3 separate regions of the Sus scrofa genome follow, and all the other regions are linked to region 3. Evidence: chromatin contacts called from public Hi-C and HiChIP or PLAC-seq data. All regions are on one chromosome and are shown on one strand. Each heading gives the region's core, a stretch centred on a gene start, on an enhancer-like site or on the middle of the called end of the contact. The rest is flanking DNA. Distances are from core to core; before and after follow the strand shown.

Region 1 (4,521 bases), core at 501-3,000, 100 kb before region 3:
AAAAAAAAAGAAAGGCAGGTCACCTACTCGGGAAGCTGAACTTCCCTTCTAGGTCCACATCTATGCCACCTCCACCATGAAGCCCACAGGAGGCTTTGTCTGCTCTGAGTGTCCTCAGAGCATCTAGGCCCCTCCCAGGCTATCTATTGTCCATGACCTGGCATCACGGTCATTCATGAGCTTGGCATCAGAGATAGAAATCCTTTGGGCAAAGACCATTCTTTGGGTTCCTGCATCCAATGCGGTTCCCATTTGATGCCGTGCAGTGCCACCCCTACCCTCTCAGGACTGAGGTGCTCTCCCCCTGGCTGCTGGTGGAACGATGGCTGAAGGGTGACTGACTGGGTCCCTTGCTGGGAAGAGCCCTCCCTGGAAGAGAGCACCCTCATCTAAAGTCAAGTCTACGACCAACGACAAGTCATGTGGGGGTACAAGGACCTAGCCCTTTGCCTCAACTGGAACAGCCCGAGGTGCACCCCAGCTCCAGAAGTCTCTGGGACAGGCTGTGGCCTCTGTGGCAGTTCAACTTCTCCCTGTGCCCCATGCTGCCTCCCTCGTCCCCTCAGGTGTTATCCCCAAACCCTCTCCAGCAAATCTCCACCCAGAGTCTCCATTTCCAGAGAATACTACCTATGACAGCCACAGTCCCTAACACAGTCCTGGGCTCGAGAAAAGCCTGCAGAGTGGATTCATGTCACACACAGACACACAATGACCTCCACACACCTGGTTCAGCCTTTCCCCTTCAAATGGAAGCCGCTGCACTGCTCCCTGCCAATGAACTTAAAGCACTTAAGGCCTCTCCACCTCTCTGCACCTCCTCTTTCACATCTGTAAGATGGGGCTGGAGGTGGAACCTACCCCCAGTAGGCTGTTAGATGATTAAATGAAATAAGTAGCAAACACATTGAGAACAGTGCTCCAGAGGTAGACTGATCAGACATTCTGGTTTGCCCAAGACAGTCTCAGTCTTTCTCCTACTGTCCCTTCCTTCCCACCAAAAAAATTTGACAGCATCCATTTTCAGTTTCAATTGTGTCCCAGTTTGAATGATAAATGGCATGGTTATCCTACGCATAAGGAGTAAGGGCTTCATAAGTATTAGCTATTATTTCTGCTGGAGGGACAATGGGTGGAGTTCTGCACCCCAAACATGGCCTTTGGTCCACCCACGCTCACTCGTAATTACACAAAACATCTGGGCCCTGCTCAATACATCAAAACCCACACACTCACTTGCCCAGTTCCCGGTGGCCCAACAGCACTCTCCCATGTCCTGAGGAACCCATGACTGAGGGACATGGGCACTGCCCAGACAGGAGGAGGTGACCAGGACAGGGCCCAGAGAGAGAACTGCTCCCTGTGAGGCCCAGGGTGGCCCCGGCCCTGCTCCTGAGCCTGACGACTGGGGGGCCTGCACTGCCCAAGGGGTGGGCAGAGGAGCCGGAGGGAGACTGCCAGTTGGGTGTGGTGACCCTTCCCACCTCCACTACCCCGTACCTGCTGTTCTCAAACACAGTCACCAGACTGGACACAGATGCCAGCTTCTCCTTACTTGCCCCCTCCATCCTGCAGGGCTCCAGGGAGGCCCTCAGTGGTGCCTGAAGCAGGGAGGGAAGTCTCCAACCAGCACACTCAGCCACCCCACCTGCAGTCACAGATGGGCTAAGGCATCCTGGAGTCCCTCCCCAGGGCTCAGCAGGCCTGCTCCCTGCTCCTCAGTGAGCAAAGAGGAAGTGGTCCCAGAGCCACAGCCCTGAAGGGGAAAGGCCTGTGCTCCCCGAAGAGGGAGGAGCCTGCTTGGGCCCCACCCCTCCCCCATGGGGCTGACTTTCATTCCTATAGACTCCCAGTTCCAGAAGCCCTCCCAAGAGGGCAATAGGGCCTACAGGTAGATTCTGGAATGGGGCTCTTGGCCTGGGATGCTCCTCACTGGTCAACCACATTTTCTCCCCTGCAAAGTCCAGTGGATTTTATTCGGTCCTTTCTCCACAACTTATTTTCTGCATCTGACTCTGCTAACGGCTATAAGAAAACACCTTTTAAAAAAAAAACCCTTTTTTGGAGTTCCCGTGGTGGCTCAGTGGTTTACGAATCTGACTAGGAACCATGAGGTTGCCGGTTCCATCCCTGGCCTTGCTCAGTGGGTTAAGGATCTGGTGTTGCCGTGAGCAGTGATATAGGTCGCAGATGCGGCTTGGATCCTGCGTTGCTGTGGCTCTGGCGTAGGCCAGCCGCTATAGCTCTGATGAGACCCCTAGCCTGGGAACCTCCATATGCCGTGAGAGTGGCCCTTAAAAAGGCAAAAAGACAAAACAAAAAAAATAAATAAATTTTTTTGAAAATCACAAACCTATTAGGGGCTTGCGGGGAGGAGTACAGCAGGGTTCCCCCCTCCCCACTGGAATTCCCTCATTTTAATGGCTGCTTTTTCCACCTTCTTGCCCCAGGGGAGGGCAGGTTCCTCCCTGAAACTCTGATGATAATAATAGCTGCCACCCTCTCTTTTTAGTGCTTTACAAATATTTTCTCATTTAATTTCACAACAGCCTTATGAGGTGGGCCCTATTACCATCCCCATTCTATCGATGAAAAAAAAAACAGTATCAGAGAGGTTAAGTAACTTGCCCAAAGTCACCCAGTAAGAACACAAAAAGAGGAGCTCCCTGGTGGCTCACTGATCCAGCATTGTCACTACTACAGCTGTTGCTGCTGTGGCAAAGGTTCCTGGCACACGGGGTGATCTCTGCCTGACAACTCCTTTACCACGTGGCCTCCCAGCGCTTCCAGAACAAGGGCCACTGATTCTGTCCCCCTTGTTCAAGGCCCACAGGCCCTTCAGGGCTCTCTCACTGGGTTCTGGTCTCGCTTGCCCTGAGCCAGGGCCTCTGTGGAGACTGGCCTTTGTCCTGGCGGGTAGGGACTGAGCCTCAGTCATCCTGGTACCCTAAGCGCCTAGCAGAGCTGCACACTCCAGTGCCCATGAAACACTGGGCCTCACACGCCCACATCCTCACTGTCTTAGAGCTTCACCCGAGTCATTTCCTCTAGCAGATGCCTGGCTTCTCTCCTCAACCTTAAATCTCACTAATCTGCCTTGCTTTTTGTTTTCACTTTTTGTTATGGACAATTTAGGACACATGCAAAATAGACAGAATAATATAACGTACCCCCATGAACCAGACCCAACAACCATCAACTCAGGGTCAGCCCTGCTCTGGCTACAGACACATTCACTCCCTCTGCCCATACCATTTTGAAACAAATCAGATGAGTTCATCCACAAATATTTCAGTGTGTATCTTAAAAATAAGGAAATATATATACTCAGTACAATACGTACAATGGCAATATTATTCTATACATGGATGCACACATATACACTTTTATATGTTATATACGTTTATGTATGTACATGAAACACTTTTACCATCATCATACTCCAAGAGATATAATTAAATAAGGCAGTTTCCTTGGGGCGCAGTAGGTTAAGGATCTGGGGTTGTCACTGCTGTGATTCAGGTCACTGTTATGACGCAGGTTCAATCGACTACGTGTCAGCCATGTGGTAGAGGTTATGGATTAAACACTGTCCCCTGTCCTTTAGCTCATAGTCTAATGAGGAAGATGGCCTGTTAACCACTAAAGTACAATGTGGGAAATGCTTTGAACAGGGGAGCTGTGAATACCCAAAGGAGGGGCACTGAAGTCTGCAGAGAGCAGAGGGTGCTATCTAGGAAGACTTCCTAGCAGAGGCAGCCAGAAGGATGAAGGACGAGTTAAATCCCCAGGTTGACAAGGTAAGAAAAGGCATTCAAAGCAGAAGGAAGCAATGTGGGCTTGAGGACAAGGGTGAGACCAGGAATAAGAGTAGGGGGTCCAGCACACTGGGGTGTCCAGGGGCTTGGGAATGGCAAGACATGGGCTGAGGGGGCCCCTGATCGGCTTTGTCTGCTGAGCTGAGAGGCTTTTGCATGAAGGGAAGTGGGTACAGAATTTTCTTTATGTAATGGAGGCTCTGATTCAATGGTCGGTCGTGAACACTCCCTCTGAGTGGGGTGTCTCTGTTTCCAGGTTCTTGGGGTCCTTGGCATGGATAAGCCGCATGCTTCCTCTTCTCTGCTTTCAAGCCTTAAGGAGGATGGAAGAGCTCAGTTTCCTGCAGCCCAGACCGGGTGCGGGGGGTGGGGGGAGGGGGGGAGATGAAGCGAGGGAGGGAGGGAAGGAGCTGCAAGGCTGAGCAGTCACATGGTAGGCAGGCAGGCTGGCGGGCAAGAAAGCTCTGCCCTAGGATGCAAAGCAGGCTTTGTGTGCAGACTAGGGGCACCCAAAGGGCCTCTTGCTGGTGCCCTGGGGCATTAGAGGGCATCTGGGGGCTGCCAGGTAGGAGTATGAGCATTTGGGTCCTGGTTGTGAGAGAGAATGTATGTGTGTAACCTCCAGGGGTTTGTGAGGTCGTGGCCTTTCCAGGGGATAGTGAGGACTCCTCAGAGGAGCCTTTATCCCCAGCGAGCCAAGGCC
Region 2 (4,463 bases), core at 1,072-3,571, 99 kb after region 3:
AACTGAGGTCGGGTCCAGACCTCACCTGCTTCGCTGCCCAGCTGTTCCGCCAGACCTGCCAGCAGGGGAGTTGTTGAAAGATGAAATGAGTATTGGCTCAGGGCCTGGCGCCTGGTGTGGGGCACGGGTGAGACGCTGCCCTTTCTAACTGCCTTGGTGCCCAGAATCCTCAGGCCCTGGAGCTGTGCTCCCACAGGGACCGGGGCCCTCTCCAGCCTCCTGCCGCCTCACACCCCTGTTCTCCCTCCCTCCCACCAGGATGTCGCCACGATGCAGTTCTGTGCAAACAAGCTGGACAAGAAGGATTTCTTTGGGAAGTCTGACCCCTTCTTGGTGTTCTACCGAAGCAATGAGGACGGAACGTGAGTTTGCAGGGGCACAGGATCGGGGGTGGAAGGTGGCAACTTGCCAGGCGGGGTGGCCCGGGCCATCTCCTCCTGGTGCTGCCCTGGGGCTGCCCTGGGGCCCCTGCTCTAGAGATGGCAGGGGCTCTGGGAAAGGCAGGGGCTCCAGGTAGCACCCTGGCCTCACAGATGGGGCTGGGGGTGGGGTAGGGGCAGCTTCTGAGCCCACAGCATCATCCTGAGGGTCTTAGCAATGGTGGGTGCTCAGCACGTCAGAGATGGAGGGAGTGGGCAAAAACAGGGCAAAGGTGGGAACGAGAGCCCCTCTGAGAACCCATTCCTTCACCCCTGTCTCTAAGCCTCACCCTCACCCACCCACAGCCTCCTGACACCCTGAGACCACACATTCCCCCACGATATCACACTCAGTGTGGCAAATTCGGACCTTTTCCCCAAATGGCTCCACACTCTGCCAAAGGCTTCATTCAAAACCCTTCACATATTTTTTTTCTTTTTTTTTTGTCTTTTGTCTTTTTAGGGCTACACCTGCGACACATGAAGGTTCCCAGGCTAGGGGTCCAATTAGAGCTACAGCTCTAGCCACCGGCCCACACCACAGCCACAGCAACTCGGGATCTGAGCTGCATCTTCGACCTACACCACAGCTCATGGCAATGCCGGATCCTTAACCCACTGAGTGAGGCCAGGGATTGAACCCGTACCCTCGTGGATGCTAGCCGGGTCCATTGACTGTTGAGCCACAACAGGAACTCCCCCCTCACATCTTTGAAGCCCCATTTCCCTCTGTCCTCTCCCTAATCTGGACGCCACCCACAATATGATGGAAAGACACACCACTCATTTGGCGAATGTAGGTCAGCCATGTACACAGATTCTAGGTTGAGGGTCTGGGGACCTAGGTCCTCTCCACCAATCTGTTGTGTGACCCCAGGCAAGGATGCTCCCTCTCTGGGCCTGTTTTCTCATCAGTAAAATAATCTGTTTGGATTAGGTGGTCTCCATAGTCTCTTTAAGCACCACAGCTCTGGGAGGCTTTGGCCACTTATGGCTGGAATTTGCAGAATAAGGAAGTGATGGGGCCAGGGAGGTTAATTAGAGAAACGCTGCTGGAGAAGGGGCACTAGGAAGCAGATTTTGAAGGAGAGGAAGAAAATGGGGCCACAGGGGTGGGGGGTGGGGGAGGAGGAGCCAGGAAGAATAACAGGCTAGAGAAATAGCGTGTGCAAAGCAAGTGTGCCCTGAGCAGAGGGCTGGGAGGCCTCCCAAAGTCCCCCAGAATCTGAAATCCTGTGTGTGTGTGTGTGTGTGTGTGTGTGTGTGTCTGTCTGTCTGTCTGTCTGTCTGTCTGTGTTGGGGGGCAGGGCAGAAATAGAGAGGAGGGGTGTTTCAGTTCCGGGGAAAACTGATTTTTAAGCCTGAACGTACAAAACAAAGGGAATTAGGTATGATCATTTGCATAACAAAAGGATTCTTTGTCTCACCAAAGGACTCCTAGCAGGATTTCTTTAAATAATTCTTGTTGACTTCAACTCCACTCGAGGGAGGGAGGAAGAGGCCTGAGTGATGTTCTGGGCACCCACGGAAATGTCCACGCGGGCCCCCCGCCCCCAGAGGGGCCACCCCGGGCTTGTGTCCGAGGTGAGGGCCGGCTGGCCAGCTGGAGGCGGGGATTCTGGTGGCGGAGCAGGAGATAGGTGTGTGGCGGAGTGTTTGCCAGTGATTATTCTAGCAGAGAGATGTGTAGGATGGATGAGGAGGGGGCGGGGGAGAGGGAGAGACTCGTGACTGACACGGTGAGCAGGTGGGAGGTGCTGCGCAAAAGCGAGCTGTGCTGCAGGGCGGGGGGGTGTGGTAGGCAGGGGAGGGCGCGGGGAGGGGAGGACCGGGCCGAAGGACAGTCCAAGACCTGGCGCAGCAGAGCCTGGGCAGGGACTGCGGTCACAGCCCCCTCCTGTCAGTGGAGCCACGGGTTCCCCAAGTGTTGACAGTGGCAAAGGCGCTGGTCAGATGAGGGAGGCCACGGAGGTTTACTGGGGGGCAAGTTTCCCTTGAAGCATGGGCTCGGGTCGGGGGAGGTGGGGGGGTACACACCGAAGGCAGCTGGAGAAACCGATCCAGAGGGGTGCGGGGAGTGAAGTGTCACGCCTGCCACGCCGGGAGGGCCATGGAAGGAAACAGCCACAGAGCAGCCATGTGCTCCTGGCACCGCGCAGACCTTGTCCTCTTCAATCAGAATCACCCGTCTGGGAGCAGGAGTGTGGTGATGGAGAACCAGGACAATTATGAGCTGTGTCACACTCGGCGTCTCCAACCCCATGGAACTTTCTGGGAGGTGGAAAGGTTCTGTATCTCACTGTCCCCTGTGATCGCCATTAGGTACACACAGCTGCTGAGCCCTGGAAAGGGCCTAGTGCGCGGGAGAAACTGAATCTCTCATTTCATTTCCTCTTAGTTAATTTGAATGTAAATAGCCACGGGTGGCTAGTGGCTGTCATTCCTGACTGTGCAGCACTACCTCTGAGGCTCACTTTCTTGGTGTGTGTGATGGGGATAATCAGAACATCTCCCTCGAGGGAAAGCCGGGAAGATTACATGAGTTAACCCCAGTTATTAGAACAGGGGGCCTGGCAGCATTAGTCACGGTTTTGGGAGGCCCAGTCACTTGCCCAGGGCTGCATAGCTGCCAGCTGTGGTCCTGGGACCAAAACCCACATCTGTGTAACCTTCTTGGTGTATACTCCCCCACACGCTGCCCCAAGTGTGTGTCGAAAGGAGTTGAGCCGGGAAATGACTGCAAAGGTCATTTCCACGCTAGGGCCTCATCTCGCACAGCAGGTGCATCAGGGAGTCTGAGGGGCTTGTGGGTTCCGTGACTGGGGGCTAGAGGGAGCTTAAAGAAAGTGGTTTCAGGCAAGAGTCTGAACAGAAAGCCAACCACACAGAGCTCAGGAAGAAAGACATGGAGGAGAAATGAGAATATAATAGCTTAGAAGCCCTGGTCAGGAAGTTTGGCTGGCAAGGGAGAGGCATGAGAGAAGGCAGTGGCTCCAAAGAAGTGGGCAGTGGGGAGGCTGGGAGGGTCCAGGGCAGGTCTGTGTGATGCTTCCAGATGGGAAGTCAGGGCCTCTGGGCGGTCGGATCTCCCTCCCCTCACCGACAGTTGCTGCTCCTGATCCTCCCCCCTGCCACCCCACCACCCACCCCAGGCTCCCCTTCTGGCCCCAGCTAAGGGCAGCCGTGGCCCCTCCTCTTCCCATCCCCATCCCTGTCCTCCTCACCAGCTCTGGGGTGTGTGGGGAAGTCTCCCACGTGTACCTCACACTCCAGCGGGTGGGCGAGAAGGAGCACAGAAGAGGAACACTGAGCCGCAGTGACAGGAATGACATTTTGACTTGAAAATTGCCAGAGAAGAAATGGCACAGGCTGTGTGGGCTCGGGTGGGGCCTGGGCGCTTTCCTGGGTGGCCTTTCCAAGCCAGAAGGTAGCTGGGCTAAGGCAGAAAAGTCTCCAGGGACAGTCCCTGCCCTATACTCCCCCTGGGCTCCCCCCTCCGTGGAGTAGGATAGGCTTCTGGAATAGGGCCAGCCAGGCATGGCATGGGGGGTGGGCAGGGGTGCTGGATTGGGGCTTAGCTGGGATGAAGCCAACTCTGCACTTTCAGTTTGCAAAGCAAGCTCCTGGATTCAGACTAAAAGAGCTGACAGGGTCTTAGAGATCACCTAAGCCAAGGGCTTTATTTTCACTGGCTTGAAATGCCAGTGAAAGCTATAGAAACTCTCCTCTAAGAGATACACTTATTCATTAGTTCATTCCAAAAAAAAAAAAAATTACTCAAACACTTACTAAGTGCCAGGCGCTATTCTGGGCACTGGAGATATACCAGTGAACAAAGAAGACAAACCCCTGCCCTTACGGAGCTTACATCTTAGTGACAGGCTGTAAAAGAAGTCAGGAGAAAGATAGGCCATGTCAAACATCAGATGATGACAGATGTGATGGGGAAAGCAGCATGGAAGGGGACTAGGAGGTGTCAGAGTCAGGGGACCAGGGGCTTATACATTTTAGATAATGGTGCTCTGGGCAGGTGCTCACGTCAAA
Region 3 (4,419 bases), core at 991-3,490:
CATCTATTAAACAGAGACACTGTTTAAACTCTCTAAGCCTCAGAGTTTTCATTTATAAAATGAGGACAACTGTGTCCTTCCAACAATGTTGTTAAGAGATTATAAATTGGTAATATCTAAAACATTTGTCTCAATACCCAAATTAATTGCTTAATAGTTGTTATAAGATGAAATCCAAATTACTTAGCATGGCCCTTTATGATCTGGTTACTGCCTACCTGTTCAGTCTCATTTCCCATTCCTCTCTCCCATTCTTCATTGCCATACTATTTCATATCACTTTGGTTTTTTTACCCATTTCCTTGGCCTGCAAAACCTAGCTCCCAGTGTCTTGCCCAATGAGTAAACTCTAGTCCGAACTTGATTCTGCCCTTTGAACCTTAAACACAACTCTATCACTTTGTATTACAGATATTTTGTTTCCCTCTCATACTAAATTGTTTCTTTCTTTCCCTTTTTTTTTTTTGCTTTTTAAGCTCACACCGGAGGCATATGGAGGTTTCCAGGCTAGGGGTCAAATCGGAGCTACAGCAACACAGGATCTGCGACCTACTCCACAGCTTACGGCAACTCCAGATCTTTAACCCAAGGAGTGAGGCCAGGGATCGAACCTGAAACCTCATGGTTCCTAATCAGATTCATTTCCACTGCGCCACAACGGGAACTCCCTAAACTGTTTCTTGAAAGCGGAGATAAGTGGAGAAAATAATACATACAACCTAATAACAGACATGGAAATTCACCTCAGAGACATGAAATCTTATCAATGTCTGTTGAACAAACTTATAGAAAGGACCTAAAATGATCATTCTGTTCCCAAATGAATTTAATGTAACTAATGGTTTATTTATTTTATTTCTTATTATTATTTAAAAAAATAACATCAAGCTAATAAGAGTTTACGTGAACTGGTTAGGACCTTCACACTTGGACATTTTTTTGGTGGGAGTTTTAGAACAGCTGTGGAAGAACATGGATTCAACTGGGTCCCCAAAATTGTTTTGGTCCAAAGCAGAAAAATAATAAAAAATAGGGCCTATAGTACTCAAGGTGGCCGATGTAAATATCAGTCAAAACGTCAATGTAGCAAAGTTAAGGGAGAGATGTCCATAAAGATTCCACCATGGGAACAATCAAATTGAGCAAACAGAAAACATGAGAATAGTAAGTATCTGGGAATAGTCCCTATTATAAGGAGATGGCCAAATACTTTAAAATACACTAGCCAATACCAAAACTGTGTAGGCTAGAAAAAGTGTGGCCTGCAGGCTTAGTGGTCTTAAAACACTAAGTAACATGAGGCAGGCGAATCTCCTTGTTCTAAAAGGTGATTATTAACAGCTCATTTACTTGGGTCAATAAGTTATATTTCTTCCTGAAATCCGAGATGCTATGTTTATCATATATGTACCAAGTCCACATTAAAAAAAAAAAATCCTTTCCTAACAATTATTAGAAAAAGATGTTTTAGGAATTCCCGTTGTGGCTCAGGGGTAACGAACCTGACTAGTATCCGTGAGGACCGGTTCGATTCCCGGCCTCACTTAGCGGGTTAAGGATCCAGCGTCACAGTGAGCTGCCATGTAGGTCTCAGACGCGGCTGGGATCCCGCATTTTTGTGGCTGTTGTGTAGGCTGGCAGCTGCGGCTCCGATTCGACCCCTAGCCTGGGAAATTCTATACGGTGCAGGGGCAGCCCTAAAAAGACCAAAGAAAGAAAGAAAAAGATGTTTCGGATGGAAGGCGAGGGATTTACTCGCATTATATTTTTTTTAATTAGAAAATTTTCAAAAAGGCAGCAAAATCTAGACTTCGCTAGCATTGTTGTGTTGGAAACTGCCGTGAGGCCTGCGAAACAAATTTAATCACAGTCGAACCTGCTTTGCTCTCCTCGGCAGAGCCACGTTAAAAAAGGAGTCGACCCGGGGTGGGGGTGGGGGGGGGTTGGTAGGGTATGCTGTCAGTCTGCAAAACGCCAGAGGATCAGAAAAGGGGAATGCCATTCACTACACAAGAATAGCACTGGCTGCGAAGGGTGGGCTGCACGGGGATGTTATACACGGATGCAGCGGCGAGGCTGTCACGGAGCTGCCTCCCCCTCCCGGCCTCGGGCCCCAGTCACTCACATGCGGGGACCGTGCCCCCTCGGGCTCCTCCCGCCTCGGAGACAGCAAGCCGCCGGGCGTGAAGAAGCCGACAACTTCCTGATTCCGGGCGCGTAACCCGGAAGCAATTCCCACGCCAGCGCCGAGGCTGCGGTCCTTTTTCCTGCCCCGCCCTTCCGCCAGAAGCTAAACGCGCGAAGCCTCGGAGTGCACGGGAACTCCCGCGACGTCTGGCAAGTACGCCTTCTTGCTCCCCCTGGCGTCCGGTTCTTCCTCTGAATTCGGTCCTTCCTCTGAATTCGGTCCTTTTCAGTCCTTGCTAGGGCCTTTCCTTCGCTAACACACACTTCATAGCTCAACTGATTCATTCAATGGGTATTTGCTGATCCTCTTACTACCTGCCTGGCACCGTGTTAGGCATTAAGAGGTGGGATTGGGAAGGATACGTAAATGGTGAGCAGGCCCTTACTCTTGTGACCTAAAAGAAAGACAAGCAAATAAATCGCTCACATGTACATATGGCCCACTCATAATGTTTATTGAGAATGTACTCTGTGCCAGACGTTACAGAGGTTTTTAGAGGTTCCCTTGTGGCTCAGCGGGTTAAGGAGCCAGCATTGTCACTGCAGCTACTCCGATTGCTGCTGTGGTGCAGGTCGATCTCTGGCCCAGGAACTTCCATATGCCAGAGGTCTGGCCAAAAAGGGGGGGAAAAAAAAAGACTTTATATCATGAAACCACTTCAGCAATTCTCATTTACCCTCATACCAACCAGCTGAGGTTTATGGAAAGGTTAAATTGCTCAAGATTACACTGGAAGTTCCCTTTGTTCAGGTTCTGGTCTGGAATAGGCTCTATGTGAATGCTGAACTGAACTGGAAGAGGCCAAGTTCTAACATGTTAGAGCTGTTAACAGTCTACTGGGTGAGAACAAAATTTGACACAAGCAGTTAGACAATGATGGAAGGGGACACCAAATTAAAGACCAAGAAGAGAGAAGGGGAGAGAGTCTACTGTAGAGTGGAGAGGTTTTCTGAAGAAGCTGGAACAAGGGCATGGACAAGGTTTGGGAAAGCATTACAAGGAGAAAGGCCATCTTGGGCAGAGGTCTGGAAGTGAGAAGACTGTTGCCACATTTAAGGCTTGGATAATAAAATAGGAAATCCAGCTGGAGAAGTCAGGGGTCAATGGTGAAGGTCCTTCAAGTTCAGACCAAGTGATTTGGGACTTTAACAAGCAAAGGGAAAACATCTAATACTTTGTGGCAATATCTTGTAGCGTTTTGGGAGGAAAGTTTTTGTGATTGTGTGTGTGTGTGATAGATTAGTGGGGGAAAGCCAAAAAGCAGAGAATGCAGGAAAAGGGCTCTTGAAATAATCCTGGTGTTAAAGGTATGAAACAGCAGTGGGAATGGGAACGAAGGGATACAATTTGGAGATGTTTGGAAAAAAAGAATTGATGGGTCTTGATAATGTGTCGCTTGAAGGGAGCAGAGAGATAAAGAATGACCTTCATGTTTCCAGCTTGAAAAATGATGTTTCTGTAAAAGTCTATAATTTCCTTTTCAATAAAGGGCATTTAGGGAGTTCCCTGGTGGCTTAGTGGTTAAGGATCTGGTGTTGTCTCTGCTGTGGCTCAGGTATCTGCTGTGGCTTGGGTTAATTCCTGGCCTGGGAAAAATTTGGTCAATCCTCAAAGGTATATTTTTATAAAGCAGCTCATAAAGTAAGGAGGCAGTGCCTATTCTTCACAGTGATTGGTTTATAGTATTAGAGTTTTCTTAGTGATAGAAAATGGGTTAAAAGTGGTTACCTCAGAGTTCCCATTGTGGCTCAGCAGGTTAAGAACCCAACTCCTATCCATGAGGTTGTGGGTTTGACCTCTGGGCTCCTTCAGTGGGTTAAGAATCCGATGTTGCCACAAGCTGTGGTGTAGGCTGCAGACGCTGCTTTGATCTGGCATTGTTGTGCCAGTGGTGTAGGCCAGCAGCAGAACTCCACCCCTAGCCTGGGAACTTCCATATGCTGGCGGCCCTAAAAAGAAAAAAAAGTGGTTACCCATATTAATTTTGGGGAACAGTTTCATTTATGATTTTCAGAGAAAAGAAGAACAAGAAGTGGCCCAAGTTAAGTTTTGCTTATTTTAAGAATCATCTAGGAGTTCCTGTTGCGGCTCAGTGGAATCTAAGATCTATGAGGATGCAGGCTTGATCCCTGGCCTTGCTCAGTGGGTTAAGTATATGGCATTGCCATGAGCGACTCAGATCTGGCATTGCTACGGCTGGGGTGTAGGCCAGCGGCTACAGCTCTGATTCA

What was found. Hi-C and Micro-C count contacts between places; a contact is called where the count stands out from the background. HiChIP or PLAC-seq counts read pairs in DNA pulled down with a chosen protein or histone mark.
Region 1: an H3K27ac HiChIP or PLAC-seq map of alveolar macrophages shows a contact between it and region 3. The contact joins the promoter of FGD2 here to the promoter of PPIL1 in region 3. A contact is called at or near these places in 2 of 5 promoter capture datasets (both in liver), 2 of 47 Hi-C or Micro-C datasets (blood and embryonic fibroblasts) and 2 of 2 datasets of contacts at active chromatin or transcription factors (alveolar macrophages and skeletal muscle).
Region 2: a contact with region 3 is called in a Hi-C map of epiblast stem cells, with 2.8 times the contacts expected there. The contact joins the enhancer-like site here to the promoter of PPIL1 in region 3. A contact is called at or near these places in 2 of 47 Hi-C or Micro-C datasets (epiblast stem cells and fibroblasts).

Annotation. Positions count from the first base shown.
Region 1 is chr7:32,645,489-32,650,009 of Sscrofa11.1, reverse strand. It overlaps FGD2 (FYVE, RhoGEF and PH domain-containing protein 2), which reads right to left and starts at 1,750. Exons shown (of 13, transcript XM_021098655.1): 1 at 1,501-1,750. The coding sequence starts at 1,568.
Region 2 is chr7:32,446,624-32,451,086 of Sscrofa11.1, reverse strand. It overlaps CPNE5 (copine-5), which reads left to right. Exons shown (of 23, transcript XR_002345691.1): 10 at 259-362. Among named protein-coding and RNA genes, the nearest start is that of CPNE5, 60 kb to the left of the region's middle. Within about 2 kb of position 2,321, at least 5 of the 83 cell types and tissues checked have an H3K27ac peak or open chromatin away from gene starts, as enhancers often do. A contact at or near this core is called in epiblast stem cells, where this site is marked.
Region 3 is chr7:32,545,695-32,550,113 of Sscrofa11.1, reverse strand. It overlaps PPIL1 (peptidyl-prolyl cis-trans isomerase-like 1), which reads left to right and starts at 2,240. Exons shown (of 5, transcript XM_003128368.5): 1 at 2,240-2,341. C7H6orf89 (bombesin receptor-activated protein C6orf89 homolog) reads right to left here. Exons shown (of 10, transcript XM_021098652.1): 2 at 2,126-2,582.